2 separate regions of the Rattus norvegicus genome follow, and region 1 is linked to region 2. A link is a contact called in public Hi-C data. All regions are on one chromosome and are shown on one strand. Each heading gives the region's core, a stretch centred on a gene start, on an enhancer-like site or on the middle of the called end of the contact. The rest is flanking DNA. Distances are from core to core; before and after follow the strand shown.

The links. Hi-C and Micro-C count contacts between places; a contact is called where the count stands out from the background.
Region 1: a Hi-C map of liver shows a contact between it and region 2, with 4 times the contacts expected there. The contact joins two enhancer-like sites. A contact is called at or near these places in 6 of 12 Hi-C or Micro-C datasets (Schwann cells, frontal cortex, kidney and 1 more).

What each region holds. Positions count from the first base shown.
Region 1 is chr18:17,306,066-17,311,536 of GRCr8, forward strand. The region is part of intron 1 of Celf4 (CUGBP, Elav-like family member 4); the gene reads right to left. Among named protein-coding and RNA genes, the nearest start is that of Celf4, 31 kb to the right of the region's middle. Within about 2 kb of position 4,161, at least 14 of the 93 cell types and tissues checked have an H3K27ac peak or open chromatin away from gene starts, as enhancers often do.
Region 2 is chr18:17,147,080-17,152,246 of GRCr8, forward strand. The region is part of intron 2 of Celf4 (CUGBP, Elav-like family member 4); the gene reads right to left. Among named protein-coding and RNA genes, the nearest start is that of Celf4, 190 kb to the right of the region's middle. Within about 2 kb of position 2,637, at least 2 of the 93 cell types and tissues checked have an H3K27ac peak or open chromatin away from gene starts, as enhancers often do.

The DNA.
Region 1 (5,471 bases), core at 2,911-5,410, 160 kb after region 2:
CCCCTTCCCAGAGTTAATGCTCCTGTAGCTCCGACATGACATGTTCTTTTGGCCTCTTTTCTAATCTCCTCTGGGTTTGGGATTAATAGATTTTTTTTTCCTACTTGTTTGAGATCGATAAGGACAAGAAAGAGAGGGTGAGGGGGAAAGGAATGCAGGATAGAGAGAGGGAAGGAAAGGGAAGGGAAGAGAGGAGAAAGGAGGGAGGGAGGGAAAGAGAGGGAAGAGAGAAGAAAGGAGAGAGTGAGTGAGAGATAAAACATGATAAAGTTAAAAAAGGAAGGAAAAAGTCAAGATCGTTTAGAAAGACCAACTAGCTGGCCAGGAATAGCTTGTGATGCTGTCATCTGTGTCTTTAACTCAGGGTACATCACAGACATGGGAAAGATCAGATCTCAGATGTTATCCTGTCTGTAGAAGAGCAGCCTGGATGGGGTTGCTTGTGAGATAGCAGAACAGAGTGGTAGAGTGAGTTGGGAGAACTCCAGCAGTGCTCTGTCTTACAAGGCAGGGTCCTCTCGACATCCTGGCCTCTGTTGTGGTAGCCTTCACTCTCACGTCTACTTCAGTCAGGATGCTCTCCAATACAGGAGCTGGGTCCTCAGACTCCCTTTTTCCAGAACCTTAGGGTCTCTGGTAAGCATGTACTGTGCAGCTGAGCTTGCCATACTGGAGTCCCCCAACCCCGGCAGCCCCCTTTCCATATTTCCCACTGAAAATTGCACATGTCCCCTTGATGAGGCTGCATGGGAAAAGCAAAAATAGCACCTCGCTGCTTTTAGCAAAAATTATATCCACTCGGCATGGCTAATGCTGGGTGCCGCATGCCGATCTGCAGCTCTGATTAGCCTTTGATTAATAAAAAATGGGTACAGGAATCAATTATTTATTTAATAAGAGCAGTTTGTCTCAAGCAAAACCTTTAAGGAAATAGAGGACTCAGAGTGGGACTGCTTGGGAACCAGAAGTCTTTGGGGGTAAGAGGGTTGGAGGTGAAGGGCTTCGATCGTGGAGACAGGGATCCTTTGAGCCAGGTGTGGGATATGCGTTCCATGTAGCTTTAGGGGTAGTGTGTAGCTGTGTGTGAAAGGAGCCAGGCCTCAAGCACAGATGCTCAAGGAGCACCACCTGCCTTTTCCTGCCCCTTTATAGGATAGGCTACTCCTAGGAGCCTTTGCTGGCAGCCCCACCCCTATTGCCATCCACACATTGTCTATAGCCCACAGAACTCAGCCTGGAATTGAATGAAGTCAGCTTGAAGGCCTATACTGGTGTTTGCCCTGCCACGCTGGCCCACCCAGTCCATGCATTGTTTCTCAGCATCTCTCTACCACTACTTAACCTTTCTCCTTGTGTGGGGCACTTCTCCTGATCTCTGTGGTTCATAATCCTGACCAACTCAACAAAACCGAGAGAGAAGGATCTGCAGCCCATGCTGCAACTCCCCAAGTCATCCATCCACCCAGGAGATAGCCCTTTTTCTTCTGAGCACCCAGGGACTTTAAATCTGTGTCCTGCTGGAGAATGTATCTTTGTTCTTGGCGCTTTGAAGCCCCTTAGTTACTTCTGTGACTCTTGCCCAGGGTTTGTAAGGTTATATATGAAGGGGTCTGCATTCATTTTTGGGGGAGACTGTACCCACTATATGGTTGTAAAACAGTCTCTTTTGTTTCCAGATAGCATCCCTTGTAGCCCAGGCTGTCTTCAAACTCACGGTGTAGCTGAAGATAGCCTTAAACTTCCACTCTTCCTGGCTCCATCTACAGGAATGCTGGGATTTCAAGTGTGCACCACCACTCCTAGCCTTATATGCAGTGGTGGGGTTTGAACCCAGGGCTTCTTGCATGCGAAGCAAGCACTCTATTGATTGAGCTACACATCTACAATGTGCCTCTTAGATGATGAAAGACATATAAGAGAAAGATCCTTTAGGGCAAAAATGGGAAATGGACCCCTCTGGGCACCAGAGATGACCAGATAAGAGCACATGGGTTGGCAGTCTGACTTCTTATTTTCTGGAAAATGAGGTAGAGAGTTAGAATAAAAAAAAAGTGAAGTTAAGTATGGTGCTGATTTCTGACAGAAAAGAAAGAAACAACGACTCTTTGCTTACACATATTTAAACCTGCCTTCTATGTCCACTGGCGTATGAATGCCATATCCACCAACTCATGGCAAATGAGAGAAGATAGAGCTTCAGAAGGGACATAGTCCACACTGGAGAGCATGCTCATCTGTTTGGGTAATTACCAGTGACCTGACACTATCTATTTAGTGCCTTTTCCAGCAAGAGGGTCCAGAGCTGCTCTGTGCCAAAGCCTTCCTTCCCATCTCCATTATCTGGACATCGCTCATGGAAGTTAAATTTCCCAGAATGATCTGGGTTGTTGCCATTCCTGTTGTCAGAGTTTACTGGTGTGGGTGGGCGCTTCTAGAATGAAAGCTTTCCAGCAAGCTGGCTCTGTGGGTCCAGATGCCACGCCCTGCCACTTCCGCCAGGTGCAGGACTGCATTCACTGTGAGCTATGCGTTTGCTTATGCAGGAACCAAATGTAGGATTATGTCTTTCCCACCATCGGCTTGCCTTGAGTTTTCCTAAATGTCTGCTTTCAGACGTTATTCCAGGAGCTTGTCCTCAGTTCCCTGGGATGTGAGTTGGTTATCCCAGACAAAGGACCAGATTTGCTGATCCACACAGAGCCTACCCAGTAAGGCATCTGAGAAGTTTGGGAATTGAGTGCTTCTGTTATGGCGTTAGCATCTTTGTCCTTTAGCCGCCCCCAAGCCGAGGCCTCTCCAGTAGTCAGAGGGCAGAGGGTCTGAGAACAGGACTTGTCTACTTGGAGAACAAATCATCAGATAACACAGGGACTGGCTTTGAAAAACACAGACTTGTGGGACAGCCCCCGGCCCCCCAGCTCATAAACCAGATGAATTAAAGGGCAACTATTCATGCAGCAGAAGGCTTGCGTCGGCTCTAAAAGGATTCCTTTTAAGGCTCTTTGATGAGCAAACACAGCACGTTTCAGATAGAACCCATTGTAAGAAAAGAAATGACAAAAAGAAGATAATAACAATTTGCATCCACTATTTTTGGCGCGGCTCTGTGAGGAACCAGGCACACCTGTATCTTGTCCTCTCTCGTCAGCAAGTCCCTCTCCTGGAGAGAGTGGGGAGCTGCAGAGAAACTCAGGGTGGGGATGAGGTCTCCATCCCAACTGTCCTTGAACCTAAGGGAAACCTGTGGTCTACACGAGAGGACCAAGAGTCAGGGACTCATTTTTGATGCTTATTGGGCCCTGACTTGTGTGCGTATATGTGGGATGATTCCAGAGAATACAGGTCTGACCCTGACCATAGGACCCAGCTAGAATCCTCACCTCTCTTTTGCTCCTAAGTTGTTCAAAGAAACTGGAAATATTTGCCTTACGGCACCAGTGAAACGTTTCCCGTATCCACATAGTTAAATTAGTTAGCTGGATAGAAGCCTCAGAGATGATGTATCTAGTTGTCAGTCGTGACTTGGTGCTAATGGCACTACAATTTGGTTACAGTTCTTGCTGTCATTAATCATCGGCCCCCAGCCGGTTGTATACAGGGGTGCTGGGGTGGGGAGGATGGGGCTAACGCCTATAGAAGGTGCCCAGCACTTGAGCTCCTTCTTCTGGAAAGGGCTCAGGCTCACGGGGTGAGCTACCACCTCTCGGTCCCTGTCACCACCCTGACTGACATCGGCCCTGCGCACCTCTGTTTGTTAGCCTCTTGCTACTTATGCTAATAGCATCCTGTAAACTATTTCTGAGTATTAACATCTGCCTCAAGCAGCCGACTTTCACTTACAGAAACTGATTTCGGCTCAGTCAAGCAGATAAACAGAGAAATCAAAGCAGGTGGCTGAAAGTGAAGGAGGAATTCTCCATTCCTGCATTCAACCATTGAACTCCACGAAAGCCGCCATAATTAATATTCAGATAACTATATTCCAACACATAGAATAAACAAGATCATTTAAAGGATGCAAAATACATCTCCAGGGCCAGAGGAGAGGAGAGGGAAGGGGAGGCAGGGGACTGACTATGAATGAGTCACTACCTACTCTGCCCTACACAGTGGATGGCTGCAGTCTTTGAGAACAGGTGATGTGCCTCACAAGGCCAAGAGGCTGGGTGTTACACCACCCAGGCTGCAGCCTGGCAGTTCTGGGGCTGTGCAGTACTATCTGGCCTCAAAAGATCCGAAGGGCTTCAGCCATCTATACTGTAGTCCTCCTTGTCCTGGGAATGTGGCCTGGGAGAGGTGGCCTGCCTTCCTTCATGCAGGTTCTCCCTTGAGTTATACCAACCTGAAAAACCTCTCTACCAATGAGGAGGCTTTTGCAAGTGATGGCTCTAGAATTGGAATAACCTCCCCATGTAATGCCAGGCAGGCAGCAGCAGCCTCCTGGTATTAATAAAGGAAGAGAGTACATGCCTGTTGGGTTTTCTTGTGTCTATTTGCTGTTTTCCTTGTCAGTCAGGATTAAAATAAGACTGACACCATCACCCAGAGCAGATTTGGAAGCCTCCCTTCCCTGTCTGCCTGGGGGCTGCAAGGACAGACTTCCCAACCAAGACTCCCCGTCCCAGCACAACAGGCAAACCCAAGCCCACATGGCGAGGTCCCAGGTCTGGCTTTCAACCGGCTTCTCATACTCACATACAATGAGGGTTTGAGGAGTGGGCCAGTGAGCCCCACCACTCAGCATGGTGCATATTGCCATGCATGCAAATGAGGCTACCCAGAGATAAAATATACATGGGTGTTATTTAAGAGAATTCTGCACTGTAAGCTCCAGGGAAACGGCAAGCTCCTAGGTCCGGGAGAGTGCAATCTGAACTAGCCTGGGATACTTCTGGGCAACCACCAGGAGAAAGGCCCCTTGCCGAAGTCATGCTGCCAGTTTGGCCAGGAACAGGAGAAAGCAGGATCGCCCCCTGGTAAAAAAAGTCCCTGCCGACTTTGCCCCACCCCCTCTGTTCCTGTATTTGCAAGGACCCCGAGGCTAAACAACAAATGTGATCAAGAACTTTAATTTCCACTTTGGGGAATCATCCAGAGCCCCTCCTTGCCGCTGCCCCCGTGCATAGGTCCTGCCTACATCTGTCCCTGGAGGATGGAGTTGATGGAGCCTGGAGCCCAGAGCTGAATCCTGCAGGCTGTGCTTCTGGAGCCACCGCTTTGTTGAAATTTACCCTGATGCTGGGATTTTTTTTTTTTTTTTTTTTTTTTTTTGGTTTCCTTGGAAATAACTCTGAATCACAGCTGTTTGTGGCAGCAATGGGGGAGGTGGGAGAATGTTCTCTGGAGGGGTGTTGGGAGGGGTAGAGTGGCAAACAGGCTTCCCCGGGGAGAACTGAGCACTGTACAGGCTGGTGTGGTGTGAGGCAGGGCCGGTGGTCTCTTGGAATCCTTGAGACCAGACATGAGGATGG
Region 2 (5,167 bases), core at 1,387-3,886:
TCAGGAGAAGGTCAGAGACGGCAGTATGAGGTTTTCATTTTTCCTTAAGATATAGGCTCCAGGCTTGGGACAAGTCCTGGGGTAAGCATTTGCTTTATTCCAGGCTGGATGCCAGAAGCCAGGCTCCCTTCTGTTAGCTGTGCAAAGAATCACCATTGTCCGAATTTACGGACCATCGAACCAAGCCTTGTTGAGTGGCCAATAAAGGTCATGCAGAGTGAGAAGAAACTTAGTGTTGCTCTGCTGTTGTTGCACACCGAGGAGAAATGGGGCTCTGTAAGACAAAGGGCACATGTGACATGTGCATCGGAAGGTCCGTACTGTAGGAGCATTGCACATCACTGCCTTAGTCATGCGCCTGAGAGAACACGGTGAGCGTGGGCTAGGGTGGTTCTTCCACAGGCGCCTGCTTGGCTCCATATCAACATCAACTAAGAAACACTGATATTTTGAGGTAGAGATAAAGATGTATATTCTCTCACAAACTCAGAGATGGTCCCACTCCAGCTCCCTGACCCCCTGCCTCAACGTTGAATGTTCTCTGAGGTGAGCAGAGATCTGTGGCAGGATCCAGGAGGGAAAGGACCTGTTCCACTCTCCAGGAGGCCTCTGCCCACCCCCATCCCCCTCCTCCTCTGCCTCCTCCCCCTCCTCTCCCTCCTCTTCCTCCTCTCCCCCTCCCCCTCCTCTCCCTCCTCCTTTCCCTTCTCTTCCTCTCCCCCTCCCCCTCCTCTCCCTCCACCTCCTCCTCCTCCTCCTCCTCCTCCTCCTCCTCTTCCTCCTCCTCCTCACTGATGCACCTGCCTGCAGAGGCTCTCAGCACCACCATGCTGCTCAAAGCATCCCGGTGGATGTGGGTGAGGAGGAGGCCAGGACAACAGTGCAGAGGCCTCTCTGGTGGCTCATCCTGTAGGGAAGGATGTGTCAAGAAGGAAGAAGCTCACTTCTTAGCAGCTCTTTCCCTAGCTGTCAGGAGCAGGTCTCCTTGGGTTAGGAAGTGGGTCATGTGTGTGCTAGTGTGTTTGTGTGTGCGTGTGTGCACGAGCATGTGCACTTGTGCTCTTGTGCTTGTGTGTAGATGTCCATGCACACAGTTTGGGTTTGGAAGTCTCTGAATTGTGTCTGGGTAGAGTTTGTAGAGGAAATCGAGGAGGAGTAGGAGGACGGGCAGAAGGCTGTCTGAGAGAGACAATGTGTGCCTGCTCAGTGGTATAAGAAGTGTGTTTATATGTGCATGTCTGTCCCTTTCCTTCCTTCCTTTTTTCTTTCTTTCTCAGGCACGGCCTTAACATAAAGCACTGGTTAGCTCAGAACTCTATGTAGTCCAGGTTGGCCTTGAACTCACAGTAATCTACCTACCTCGAAAGCATGAACCAGCACACCTGACTTTGCAGGAACATTTTTGAGAGCACGCTGTGGGGCCCTTTGCCTGCAGGCCTGAATATATTATACACATGTGAATGGGCATGGGAAGATGCTTCTAGTGCGATGTCTGGTCATGTCTACCATGCAAGAGATGTTCGGGAATGTGAAATGTGTGTGTGTGTGTGTGTGTGTGTGTGTGTGCCGTGACACAGACAGCTGAAGCAAACTGAAAAATAGAGGCCCGGCTGGACAGGCACATTGCAAGTGGGTGGGTAGAACAGTCCGTGTAGGCTGTCTGGTGGAGGGGGTAGCGAGCCTTCTACTCCTTTTCTCTGCTCCTTGGCCACTACTGTCTTCCCGGGTTTCAGTGGCTGGAGGCCATCACTAAGCAGAGTCTGGTGAGTACTGCACAAGAGCCTGAGTGGGGGCCTTTGAGAATTCTACAAGGTGTCTGTGCTGAGCCCGGTGTCTCCTCAGTAAAGACTAAGGTAGCCAGGGGTCTAGCTCAGGTCTGGCCTCCCAGGGTTCCTGGGAAAAGTGCACTGTCTCACTGAGACCCTTAATCTCTATTTCAAACAGCAGCTCAGGTGCCCAGGAGAAGGCCCCCACTTTCTCCTTTTCTATCCCAGATTTACTGACCGATGGACAAAGCCACTGTGGGGCTATCAAAGCTACTCTGCCGACTTTTTACCTTTTTAATAGAAAAATATAGTGTGGCACTCGTCCACCTTAAAAGTGAAAAATAGAGAGCATAAAGCTTGATTTAATAAAGACACCAAATAATAAAATATTCTTTTGTTCTATGTTATGGTAATTGAAGGGAGAGAGAGAGAGAGACTGGGCTGGGAGGCAGCAGAGAGAGAACTGGGAGAGTCAAGCAGGGTTTGGAGCTAGCCCAAGGGAGAGGTGCCCAGTAGGACACCGGTGCACAGAGAAAAGAGGGAGAGGAGAACCAGACTCCAAGGTACATGGGGCAGTGCTCCAGAGGGAGAGGCAGCCGTGTGAGCATCCAGAGCCCTGCAGTGGCTGCCTCTTCTACCTGTTCAAACCATCAGTAATCCTAAAAGGGACTCATGAGACAGCAGGTTCGTGAGCTCAGAGATTGAAGCCCAGGTAAGCTATCTGATGACTTTGGTCTAATGCAGCCCCAGATCTCTACTGACCCCCTAAGCCCCACACGCTTAATGCTAGGCACGTGACAGCCCCCAAGATCACCTCAGAATCCTCATAGCCTTGGCCTGAGCTCCCCAAAGTAACCTGGTCAGCCTCCTTCAAGCCTTCATTCTCTATACCTTGCCCTTCCCAAAGGACCCAAGGACCCAGCTATTGCCAAACCTGCACTCTACCCATCCTCTTTCCACCTCATTCTCTACCACTGTTTGACATGGTCACACTGTGAGGGTGTCTGCTTAGCCTGAGGTGCTCCTGAGTACTGCAGAAGTAAATATAGGAGCTGGAGGGAATCTTTAGAAGAGGTTCAGGGTGTCAGGGAGGGAGCCTAAAGGAACTGAGGTTTGAGCAGGAGCCCACAGAACCACAAAGGCCTGGATGCATTTCAGATTGCGGGAAGTGATGGGAGGAGGCAATGTGGGTGAGAGGCACAGTGTGGCAGTTTCTGTCAGCACAGGTTGGGAGAGCTGAGTGAAGAGACACGGGGGTGGGGGGTTAGGGCCCACCATGTGTGTGTTTACATGCTCTTGAGGTGGTTTTACACATGGCTAGGAATAGGCAGACCTCTCTCTAGTTGTACCTGTCACTGATTCCACTACTTTTAGGCCACACTCTCCTAGATGGTACAGGATGTGGTATATTCTGCTACATGGTATTAGCTCAAAAAAGTCTTGTCCAAAAGAAAAAAAAAAACCAGCCAAGGATGGCAACCTCAAGAACCAAACAAAGGCAGAGCAGGTCAGAAGCTTCATGAAGAACTGGGCATATGGGAAGGCTATGGTCCTTGGGAAGGGCCATTTAGTGGTCATGTCTTGATGTGGAGCTGAGCAACCCTGGACCACTGAGACCCCAGCAGAGCCATCAGTTACACCTTTGCAACCACAGTGGTCTGTCCTGTTGAGTGTTATTTAACAAACGCTTCTTCCCCATCTGGCCACCACCTCTGTGAGAGGCTCTTGTCACGTGTGCCATGGACAGAGCCTCAGGAGACTCTGAATACCAAGAACTCCAATGGTGCACTGGTGTACACACAGCTGAACGGGAAGTAGCTAGAGGCCAAAGCCCTCAGCAGGTCACTAGCAGTGTGACAGCTTATCAAAAACAGCTGGGTGAGCATTTGCTGTGAGCCAGGCTCCTGCCCATTACAAAGCAACCAGATTGACACTACTGGCATTGTCCACATGGTGAGGTCAGAGGGGGAAACTGAGGCTTATACGGGTCCAGTCACTGTGCAGCTGGGTAGCCCAGAGCACGGAGGTAGGAAGCTTTGTTCTAGGTCCGTGCTCCTGTAGTTGAAGTGGCATGTGCAGCCTGACTTTGAGACTTTGGATAGACACTTGCCAATCTGTGGTGCTGGCACCCAGAAAATGATTCTCCAATATATGTGACTTCCTGAGTACTTTGAACCAAAGGACACTGGATAAGCTTCAGAAACAGTCTCCCTATCCCTGGCCTCTTGTCTACTTCTGAGGTGAGCTATCAAGACAAGAATTCTAAAGGTGGGTCATAGGGACGAGAACCCATGGACCCCCTAGAGCATGCCAGGCTCCCCTCTCCCTGAGGACTGTTATTTCAGAGGTCCTGCCCAGCACATGGCCTTTGCTGGGGTTTCTCATCTCAGCCTGTTAGTGTCATGAAACCCCATGTCTACATGGCTATCCCTTCTCCAGCAAACCTAAGAATAAAAGCAGTTCTCCAGTCATCTTTGTGCCTTCATTTCTGGAGACACAAAAATCTTGGATTAAAGAAGTGTTTTGCTTCACCCTAGCTCCTCTGTCTTTTGTTACAGGAGAGGTAGCCAGGACCCTTACAGACCCTTAGCGTAGATTTTACCGTTAGGACACACAAGCATCTGAACTGAGCTGTTCCACCAGAACGTAAGGCTGACTGAAAAGATCCCTACTCTTCCTGGGTCTCTCCAGGGACGTGACTTCATTATCAGTGAGGATCACGGAGGGCACACTGACAGCTGAGTCGGGACCGGACTGAAACAAGATTAACATACGAAAGAAGCCAGTTGGCAGAGGAAGTGCAGAAGCCCTGTCTTATCAGGCCTCGTCTGGCCCACAGGCTAGGGGGCTGCAGTAGCGCCAGCTACACAAAAGGGAGGCAAGTACTGTGTCAAAGTCCTATAAAGGACCCTGCACCTCCTGGCCAGGCTCTTTTGGGGTTTTCCCTCTGCCCACTAGCTTACGTCCACGCTCGTGGGAGCTCTCAAGACCTTTTCTAACAAACTGTTTCTAACTCTTTGTCCTGAACACAGAATTTTGAAATCTACCCTCTGAATTTGCAGCAGATACTAAGCATATTTTAACTCTGTCTTTTATTGGTCTCTTTTAGGGATAGTGGCCTAAAGACTAATCATGTTTCTCCTGACACTCTGGGCTTCCTCTGAAGCCAAGACCTTTCCCCCAAGATCATCGCTTATCTGATTTTTCTCTCTTCCTCTCTTTCAGTTCCCTCCTTCCTGCAGCTCTCAAGATTCACAACTTGCCTGCCCTGGTGTTTTTCCTCTCATAAACTCTTATCAAATTGTTCCCAGGCTTCTGTTTGAGTCCATTTTTACCTTTTTTTTAATACATAAATAAATGAGACTAAGTACTCAAAGGGAACCCCAAAATGCCCAATAACA